Linked DNA regions of Zea mays: region 1 is linked to region 2. The links are chromatin contacts, called in public Hi-C maps. All regions are on one chromosome and are shown on one strand. Each heading gives the region's core, a stretch centred on a gene start, on an enhancer-like site or on the middle of the called end of the contact. The rest is flanking DNA. Distances are from core to core; before and after follow the strand shown. Region 1 has its middle 48 kb from the start of LOC100285217. Region 2 holds the start of LOC103632597 (ABC transporter G family member 53).

Region 1 (5,097 bases), core at 120-2,619, 250 kb before region 2:
TTACCTGCCGCCATTATGCTCCATGCAAGATCCATAAATTCCGCGCCCACGTTTCAGAGTAACCACGTTTGCATGAGGAATCTAATCCCTATAATTCCGCCCACTACCATATGTTTACCGCCTTGCCGTTACGAACCGAGTCACGGCACCGTCGGTCCTGCATGTTATCTGTCTTGTCTCCATCATACACACGCACGTTCGGTTCAGCGGACCAGACCCCTGTTACCGACCCGGGCTCTCTTTAATATTCGAAGCCCAGAGCTCCCGTTATACCTGCCATATATATATATATATATATATATATATATATATATATATATATATATATATATATATATATATATATATATATATATATTGTGAGTGTGTCATCTTTTTTTAAAAAAATCCCGCATAGAACAGACGAAAAATGAAAAAGAGCCCTAGTGGTGGTACTCCATCTATCATATTGTTAGCTACTACCAGCTGATGTGTGATTGTCATCGAAAAAAAAATTACTACTTCCCTGCTTGTTTTCTCTGGACACCCGGCCGCCACTGATAATTAGCGGCGCAACCAGTTACGTTCTGTTGAGAAGCAGCTACAAATCCATGCATGCATCCGCCACTAGCTAGCTAGGAGGGGAGTTGGTACGTACGATACAGTATTCCAAGGAAATTATTAGTGGTGGATGCTCTGAATTTTAAACAAAGCTAAAGATGGATCGATCTAATTAATCTATATTCACGCGGCTTCGTCATTCTTCGGTCGCGCGTCCGTGATGACGACGACAGCATCGGGTTGTGACTGCTGCAGGGTAGTGCTGGGAATCTGGGCTGGGTTTTTTGGGCCAGCACGAGCACGGTCCGAAAATAAGAGCCCAAAGCACGGCTCGGCACGAAATAATATGGGCCGGGCTAGCACGGTCCGAAGGCGGGTCTGAGTCGAGCCTCAAATTCCGACCCGTTGGGCCCCCAGTACGGCCCGCATAGATGGGCCGGACTTGGGACGGCACGGCCCAATTAAGCCTAATCTATTTAATTTCTTTAATTTAGTAAGATATTAACTTTATATTGTTGTTATATTTGGAGTTTATGTGGTTAAATGATGTTATAATTGTTTAATATTTTTAATTTAGTAAGCTATGAACTTTATATGGTTATAATATTTCTATTTTATGTGGTCAAATATACGGGACGGGCTTGGGCCGGCACGGCCCAACGAAGGCACGACGTGGTTTAGGGCTGGGCCGGACCACTGTTTTTACACTTCGGGATGGCATGGCACGGCCCAAAAATTGTTTAGGCTTTCCTGGCCCGAACCCGTTTGATACGAAGCACGACGGGCTTGGACCGAGCTGGCCCGGCTTGGCCCAATTCTCAGCACTACTGCAGCTGCAGGAGATCGTCGTAACGACAAACACACTGACAGATGATCGATCGACGTACGCACACGTACTGTGTGCTTCCAACTTCGCAGGCTTTTTTCCGTCACCGCTGAAAAGTATCACTTGGGGCTGCGCCTGTGCGCGAAAAAAAACGTCGAGCTGCGGACTGTGACGACGACGCGGCCGGCGACCGGGCAAAAAAGAAATGCAAATCCAAAGCATGCATGCGCCAGCGACGTTTATGTGATCATGCTCCGCCAAATTAGCTTGCTGCTTAATTGGACACCACACCGTGTGGCGCCCGGCTTCTTCCTCCTGTCCCGTCGCTTGCAAGGGGAAAACAGCACGCGCGATCCCATCCATCCATCCATGTAAAAATAAACCTAGCTAGCTCGTGGGATGTGCTCAAGTGCGTGCGTGCATGGATGCATGCATGCCTGCCGCCGGAAAGGTGGATCCGTCGGTCTTTTATGTGTGGACCGGCGAAATTACTACTAGCTCGGCCCGGCCGGTCTCCATTGATTAATTGTGGGGCGCTGGGCCTCATCACTGGGCTGGCCGGGGGACAGGACTTGGTCTCTCCAAAACGATGGATCCACGACGGAGACCGCCGGTATGGCGTGTATGACCCACCCACACTGATTGATTTGGAAACCAAAGCATGAGAAATAGACTGCATACACAACATGAGAACGGATCAGCTGCAAGTAATTAGTGCAAACCGTGTGCAAGCAGTTATTGTTAGGAATTTTAGGCATTTTTATTTTAGACTTCCACCACCGAAATTTGGCTCTTTGCCGAGTGCCAAATATTTTGTCGAGTGTTTTTTTTGAGCACTCGGCAAAGTAGCTACACAAAAAAACTCTCGATAAAAAAATACTCGGCGAAGAAGCTCTTTGACGAGTGTTTTATTTTTGACACTCGGTAAAGAGCTTCTTTGCCGAGTGTCAAAAATATAACACTCGACAAAGAGCTCTTTGCCGAGTGTTTTTTTTTCAACACTAAGCAAAGACAATTTAAAAATCACATTTTAAAGAAGTAAATTAATTCAAATGAAAAAGTTTTCAACTACAAATTTGTATAACTCATCATGATGTACAATTTATATTTTGAACATTTCTTTATATGACAAAATAAAAATAAATTTGTTCATAAAACATATATATTTCTCGTAGTTTATGAAACTACGAGAGAGATGTATAAGATTTGTGCATATTGTTAGAACCATCATGTGAGATGAACAAATGACAAACAACCAAAATAAACTTTGTAGATCTTGAGAAGTTATAGAATTTTGTAGTTGGCAACTGTTTCATTTGAAGTCATCTTGTCAACGAAAATTAGATCTAAATTTAAAAAATTAAAATTTTGAATTTTAAAAACGACCTTGAAAGAAAAAACCACCAACATGAAAGTTGTAGTCATTGAAGAGTTATGAAATTTTGTAGTTGACAATATTTTGGTTTGAAATCATCTTGTCAGGCAAAACTATGTTTGAATTTTCAAATTTGAATTTTCCAAACTAACTCGAATGAAAAAATCATCAAAATAAAAGTTGTAGATCTTGAAATGTAATGAAACTTTGTAATTGACAATTTTTTGCTTTGAAATCATCTTATCATTGAAAAATTTGTGTGAAGTTTTTAAATTTGAAATTCAAATTTTGTAAACAACCTTGGATGTAGAAACTATCAAAATAGAACTTGTAGATCTCGAAAAATTATGCAACTTTATAGTTGGTCACATTTTCAAATGAATTCATTTAGTGCCTTAAAATAATCAAATTACTCTCGATTGGTTATAGTACATGAGGAATGAAAACGTAATATAGACATAATTGATGTAGTAGTGTAGTGGTAAAGGAGGGTATGCGCGAGAGAGATGTTGCGAGTTCGAATCTCACCATTCACAAAACATGTAAATTTGATTCAAAATAATAGTGAAAAATGATGTTGCGAGTTCGAATCTCACCATTCACAAAACATGTAAATTTGATTCAAAATAATAGTGAAAAATGATTAGGACGTGTGTATTGTAATATGGTAATATAGGTAGTGGTTGGAGAGTTGTTTCTATAATTTTAAAAATGTTTTGTTGTTTTTTGGGGGTTTTCGATTTTTAATTTGTCGAGTGCTTTTCGACACTCGGAAAAAAGTACTCGGCAAAGAACCTTTTGTCGATAAAATATTTGCCGAGTGTAAAATAGCCTTTGCCGAGTGTCTTAGACACTCGACAAAGAACGCGATTCCGGTAGTGTTCGTCTAGAAATAGCATGTAAGATTTTTTATGCTACTTGCAACATATAGTACCAATGAAGAATTAAGATACCGATCAGTAGATAAACAACCCACAGAAGGTTTATGATGTACTCGGCACAGGGACCCATGATTAAAGCACCGGTTGCTCCAATCGCACGATATAGTGCGTTGTTCGACGTCGTCGATTGGGGCTCGATGCAGGTCCATGTACGCAATATAGTCCCTCGAATGTCTTCCAGAAAGAAGACTAGCAGCAACACTCCATCAAGAAGACGTCAATGGCACGACAACGTTCTCCGAAAAGAAGATGGACACCATCGATGAGCAGTCCTGACGGCACTCCCCAAAAACCTAATCACCCGCGCACCCGGCAGATGTCTCACTCGGTGGACGGTGGTTTTGGAGGTATGCTCTCCCAACTCTCCGTGCATGTAGAGATTTGGGACGGGGAAGACTCGAGAGACAACTCAACCATGAAAATAGAGTGAAAACAACGGGAGTATATTTTCCATGTACGCGATTGAAGAGTTATGTGCTCTTATAAAGGCGTAAGAGCAGATGAAGAGGTGCTATCAAATAGGTTGATGGTAGCCATCACTGTCCATTATGGTCATAAAAATGACCGTTAATAGTAACTCCTACCATCAAAATTATTGTTGCTGGTAACTTACTAAGTCATAAGTTAGCAGCCATAATTCACCCACTTGCCACTATCGGATTGACATTCTTTGTTGAGTGTCCCAAACACTCGGTAATGCCTTTTTTACACTCGTCAAATATTTTGTTGACATATGGTTCTTTACCGAGTACTTTATTCTGCACTCGACAAAGACTTTAACGAGTGTAAAAAAACACTCGGCAAATTAAGAACCGGAAAAAATCCAAAAAAATAGCAAAACTTTTTTTAAAATTAGGGGAACAACCCCCTATAAATTTCAAAAAACAGCAAACCTTTTTAAAATTAGGGAAACAACCCCAAAGCATTACACCACTATATCACTTGTGTCTATTTTACGTTTTCCTTCTTCATGTATTATAACAAACTGAGAGTAAATTGATTATTTAAGGCACTAAATGAATTTAAATGAAAATGTTGCCAACTATAAAGTGGCATAACTTTTCAAGATCTACAACTTTCATATTGATAATTTCTTCATCTGTGGTCGTTTACAAAATTTGAGTTTCAAATTTAAAAATTCAATCATATTTCTATGACAAGATGATTTCAAATAAAAAAAGGACAATTGTAAAGTTTCATAACATCTCAAGACCTACAACTTTTATTTTGGTGGTTTTTCCATCCGAGGTCGTTTGAAAATTTCGAATTTTAAAATTCAAACAAAATTTTGCATGCTAAGATGATTTCAAACCAAAATGTTGTAAAATACAAAGTTTCATAACTTTTTAAGACCTACAACTTTCATTCGGGTGGTTTTTCCATTTGAGGTCGTTTTGAAAATTCGAAATTTAAAT
Region 2 (4,938 bases), core at 913-3,412:
ACGTGGTGTTGACCAAGCAGCCAGAGGAAGGCACCAACGACCTCATCTCCGAGTTCCGGGACCTGCCCAGTCGACTGCATGAGACGCTAATGCCGGACCTGGCGCGCCTCTCGCAGTACTCCAAGGCGTTCCTGTCCGCGGCGAACGCCGGGATCGCTAACAGCGTGCGCCTGATCCTCAGTGGTCGCCTCCACGGTATCAGTGGCGGTGCTGCTGGTGCTGCCGCTCTTCATGCTCACCGCGCTGGTGCGGCGCATGGGCCCGTACCTGCCGCTCCACCGGTGCTGCTGCTGGCGCAGACGTACCTTGCCATCTACTTCGCGACGCTCGCGCTCACCGCGGCCGCCACGGGGTTGGAGCCGCTGCGCTTTGTCCACGCGGCCTCCCCCGCCGCCTACGCCTAGACGCAGCCGCGCAGTCACTCGGCTTCATGGCCTACCTCGTGCTCCAGATGGTGGACCTCGTCGCCGTCTTCTCAGGCACCGCCTCCCCTGAGGACGACGGCAACGGGGACGCCGCCAAGGCCCTCGAGCTCGCGCAGATGGTGGTCGGCCTCGCCGCTGGCGTGCACTACTACGCGCGGTCTTCCACCATGCCGCGGCAGGGGCTGCGCCCCGCGCCAACTGGCGCGTGTACGCGGCCTGCTTCGCAAATCGTGTGCGCCTGCGTGAGCCGAGAGGAGGAAGAAGGCCTACCTCGCGGGCATCGACCGCGCCGCCGAGGAGTGGAAGAACAGCTGAGCTGATCGCGTCGGGAACAGAGAGAGGGAACTTCTCTGGGAGAAAAAAATCCCAATACGGTGGTCGGTGGAAGCCCAATTGCCCATGTGCATGAACGTAACCCAGAATTTAGGAAGAAAAAGGAGGGTATAAAAGTAAAAGAATACGGGAGCAAGCTGTGACTTTCCTTTCTTTCTTCCCTTTTCTACATTTATTATTTATATAACATGTTCCCCTTAAATGCATAAATAGGGTGTTTGGCCAAGGAAAGAGGTTGTCCATCATTTTCTTACTCCTCATCTTGCTCATCAACCATGGTTGTTCTTTTTTCCTACTTTTCGCGCTCGCGCAGTTCGACTACCTCATCCCACCGATGGGGATGGACAAATGCAGCGCGAATGGACAAGTGTAGCGCGAACAACATGGACAGCGACAACGTACACAAGACGGACATGGTGATGAACGGGTTGCCCATCAGTGTGTACGCATCAGAGACGTTGGGGTGTGCGACGGCCATGTCCACAGACGGTTGATTAGCAAGATTCTCGGGCGCATTGGGGATTCACCGCTGATCAGGTTCGGCACATACACATGCGACGCGTGTGCCGTGTCGGGCACGCTCAAGTGGGACATGGCCACTGTCATGGAGTACAAGGGCCTACCCCTACAGCAGGTCGTCGACTACTATGTCAGGGGCACGATGCAGAATATCTGAAGACAACTATTATCAATAATTAGCCAATATAAACTATTTACAAATCTTTACTAATGTTTACAAAATAGCATATCCATATATCATTGTTTTTGAGAAAAAGAAGTTGGGGTATTAGTATTGATACATCGCGTATCCATAGAAAATCTCGTAATTGATTAATAACATCTTGTTGACCACAAGTGTAGCTATTAGACAATATATAAGTTTATATATGAACATGTATGGTGTTTAGTTGCTTCTTTTACTTTGTTCTAATTGATGGATAAAAAATGAATGAGTCTTTCCTCCTTTTCCTCCTGTCGGGAGAGTACATCTCATGAAGTTATCCAAAATTAATTACTATTAATGCTTTTATCAGCAGTGTTCGTGTACCGTCGCAACGCACGGGCAACTAACTAGTTTGGATGATATAATTAATCAAACCAAACACTCTATAAATCACGTTGCGCACGCTCGTCATGTCAGTCATTGTATTTCAATTCCCTTGCTGTTCGTGCAGTCAAGATTTTTGTAGACCGAGTAACAAATGAAATGGGATTTGCATTTCAAGGTCTCGTGCTGCGCCGTGGTACGTACGTGGCATTACGTGCCCGAGCTGGATGCGTGGAGCCACGAGTTTGTAGCCCGCCAGGCGTCGCGTCGTCAGGCCGGACGTCATCAAGCGCAAGCCGAGCGTGAACGCCCCTGAGATCCCCCCCCCCCCCCCCCCCCCCCCCCCCCCCCCCCCGACACTCACCTCTATCGTTCTTGCACAGACAAAGTTGTGGGAGTCCCTTTCTCCTCACGGCGCCCCGCCCCGCTATATAATCTGATGCGACACGAGCGCAGCAGTCCACGACGAGGCGTAATGACCTGCTACTCGTCTACCGGTTCCGTAGTGTGAGGATTAAGGAGGGAACCTCTCCAACTTCGAGCCCCGTCTTCTTATTGCCTTCCCGGCCTGGCGGTGGCGGCATGGACGACGCCGGGGAGATACACGCGCTGGGGAGCCTGCGGCGGGACGGATCGGTGTGGTCGGCCGCGAGCGACACCGTCTTCTCCTCGCTGTCGTCGCGCGCGGACGGCGGCGTCGACGACGAGGAGGCCCTGCGGTGGGCGGCGCTTGAGAAGCTGCCGACCTACGACCGCGCGAGGACGGCCGTGCTCGCCATGCCCGAGGGCGACCTCCGCCACGTGAACGTGCAGAAGCTCGACCCGCAGGAGCGCCACGCGCTGCTGCAGCGCCTCGCCTGGGTCGGCGACGACCACCAGCGCTTCCTCTCCAAGTTCAAGGACCGCGTCGACCGGTAAGACATACCGCACTGCCTGCCTCAATCGTCGCCGGCTTCCCGGCCTGCCGTGCCGCCGTCTCCTGGTTCCCACAATGCCACTTGCCAGCTTGCCCTTTTCCGCCACCATGCATGTGGCATACAGGACCGGAATCCAACTTGTCAAAGACAACTGCTACCAAACTGTTTCCGTCTTGAGATTGAGAACTTCATTAGCATGAGCAAACAGAGACGGCATGTGATGAATTCCTCTGTTTCTTGCTCTATATGGTGCAGGGTGGGGATTGATCTGCCCAAGATCGAAGTGCGGTACCAGAACCTGAACGTCGAGGCAGAGGCGTACGTCGGCAGTAGGGGGCTGCCCACCATCCTCAACACATACGCCAACGTGCTCGAGGTGTGTTCCACATCTGACTGTTTTGGACTTGGCTAATTTCTTTTGTTGCGCTTGCGCCAGTACAAGCCAAATTTGATAAAACCCATTCGGATATATGACAACAACCAACGATAACAAGATTTTATGCTAGCAGACTAGACTTCAAGCCTAATCTAAGCCACAAATCAAGGTTTCAGGTATATAGATAGCTACCTTCTCTTCGTTTTTTTTTATTGAAGACTAAATCTTGACATATATTCTATCATTTAAGTTTCCCTTTATTGTCTTTTCAATGTTAACTTTAACCTTTTCTATTATTGTCGCGCCATAAGATCTCACTACCTAAGAGGAGGCCTATGGACATGTCTAAACCATTTTAATCGGTGTTAGACAATTTTTTTAGTTGATATTGCCTCTAACATCGTTTCAGACTCAATTCTTTTTTATACGACTACAAATCCAACACAATATATCTACTCCTATAAATCGATTTAGATCATCAAGCAATATAATTCGGAGACAATTGATCATCGTTAAGACAGGAAAACAGCATTTAGAATTCACCATTTTTTTTTTGGGAAAATCCATATATTTATATCCATATGTAAAAGTAAAAAAGATGGTAGGACGCATGTCACATCAAACAGAGGAAGCTCGTTTGGATAACTGAATGCCTGTGATGTCCTCCACTCGTCCCATCCCTGTCGCCCCTGGCACATCATTTCTTGAGTCCGCTCTCGTCTCTACTACTCCGGGTACAGACTAGAGTAGACTATAGCCTCAAACTATAGCTACATCAGCTTTTTATTTCAAAATTATGAACCAATCAAAAGTCGCCATCTCACTGTCGCCCCTTGCTCTTGCCCACGAAGATGCCATCGCCAACACGCCCACCTCCTGTCTGCCTATCGCCTCCTTCTCGCCCAGAGGCGCCCTCCAGTGCAGACCTCCTGTCTGCCTATCACCTCCTTCTCGCCCGGAAGCGCCCTCCAGTGCAGGCGAGAGCAGGGCAATATCGCCCGCTCTCGCCGGGCGATGGCAGCAGCGCCCGGCGGATCGCTCTCGCCCACCTCTAGCAATGCTCTCGCCTTCTGCTGGGCGCTATCACGCTCACTGTGGTTTGTATTGGCACCAGCCTAACATGCGGTCTTACTCTTATTTCCACGCTTGAGTAATCACAGTATTGCTCAGTTTGGCTAAGCAACCACGAAACTGAGTTTCAGGTCAACGTACTAATTTGACTAGCTCTGTTCTTGACTTCTTGTGCTCCTTAATTATTTTTATTCTATTCTCTACTTGTATGGGCTGGGGCCCCTATGGTTTTTGTCACTCAAAACATACTAATTTGACTTGTCATTTTTCCTCATTTTTCTTTCTTTTTCTCCTTTTTTTACTAATGGAATATTCAAGGAGCAGCTATGCGATCAAATCCTAGCATGTATTATCAATCTTGAAATATTCTGTTTCAGTCACTGCACCTTGTATATGTATTCTTAATCTTGAAACTTTACCAAATACAATCCTCGCTACTTGTATATGTGTGATTGCACCTGAATGCAATCATACGTTGTTGTAAACTTGTAATAACCTCTTTATTGTGGACTGACATGTTAGTAACCACGTCAAACAGGGCATCGCAAATGCTCTTCACATCACACCAAGTAGGAAACAGAAAATATCGATTCTTCATAATGTCAGCGGCATTATCAAGCCGCACAGGTAATTTCCCAATCCCAACATATTATAAATCCCCGAATTTGTCTCCTGAGGACATCTATTTAACTTATTTCTGACGTTTTCAGAATGACACTGCTTTTGGGTCCTCCTGGCGCCGGGAAAACCTCACTGCTGCTGGCCTTA

The links. A called contact is a pair of places that touch in the nucleus more often than the background predicts.
Region 1: a Hi-C map of leaf shows a contact between it and region 2, with 5 times the contacts expected there. The contact joins the enhancer-like site here to the promoter of LOC103632597 in region 2. A contact is called at or near these places in 2 of 25 Hi-C or Micro-C datasets (bundle sheath and leaf).

What each region holds. Positions count from the first base shown.
Region 1 is chr7:96,709,888-96,714,984 of Zm-B73-REFERENCE-NAM-5.0, reverse strand. No RefSeq gene overlaps it. Among protein-coding and RNA genes, the nearest start is that of LOC100285217, 48 kb to the left of the region's middle. Within about 2 kb of position 1,369, at least 17 of the 20 cell types and tissues checked have an H3K27ac peak or open chromatin away from gene starts, as enhancers often do. A contact at or near this core is called in bundle sheath and leaf, where this site is marked.
Region 2 is chr7:96,465,487-96,470,424 of Zm-B73-REFERENCE-NAM-5.0, reverse strand. LOC103632597 (ABC transporter G family member 53) reads left to right here and starts at 2,162. Exons shown (of 24, transcript XM_008654356.4): 1 at 2,162-2,720; 2 at 2,979-3,099; 3 at 4,709-4,797; 4 at 4,881-4,938. The coding sequence starts at 2,389. It also overlaps the pseudogene LOC103634023.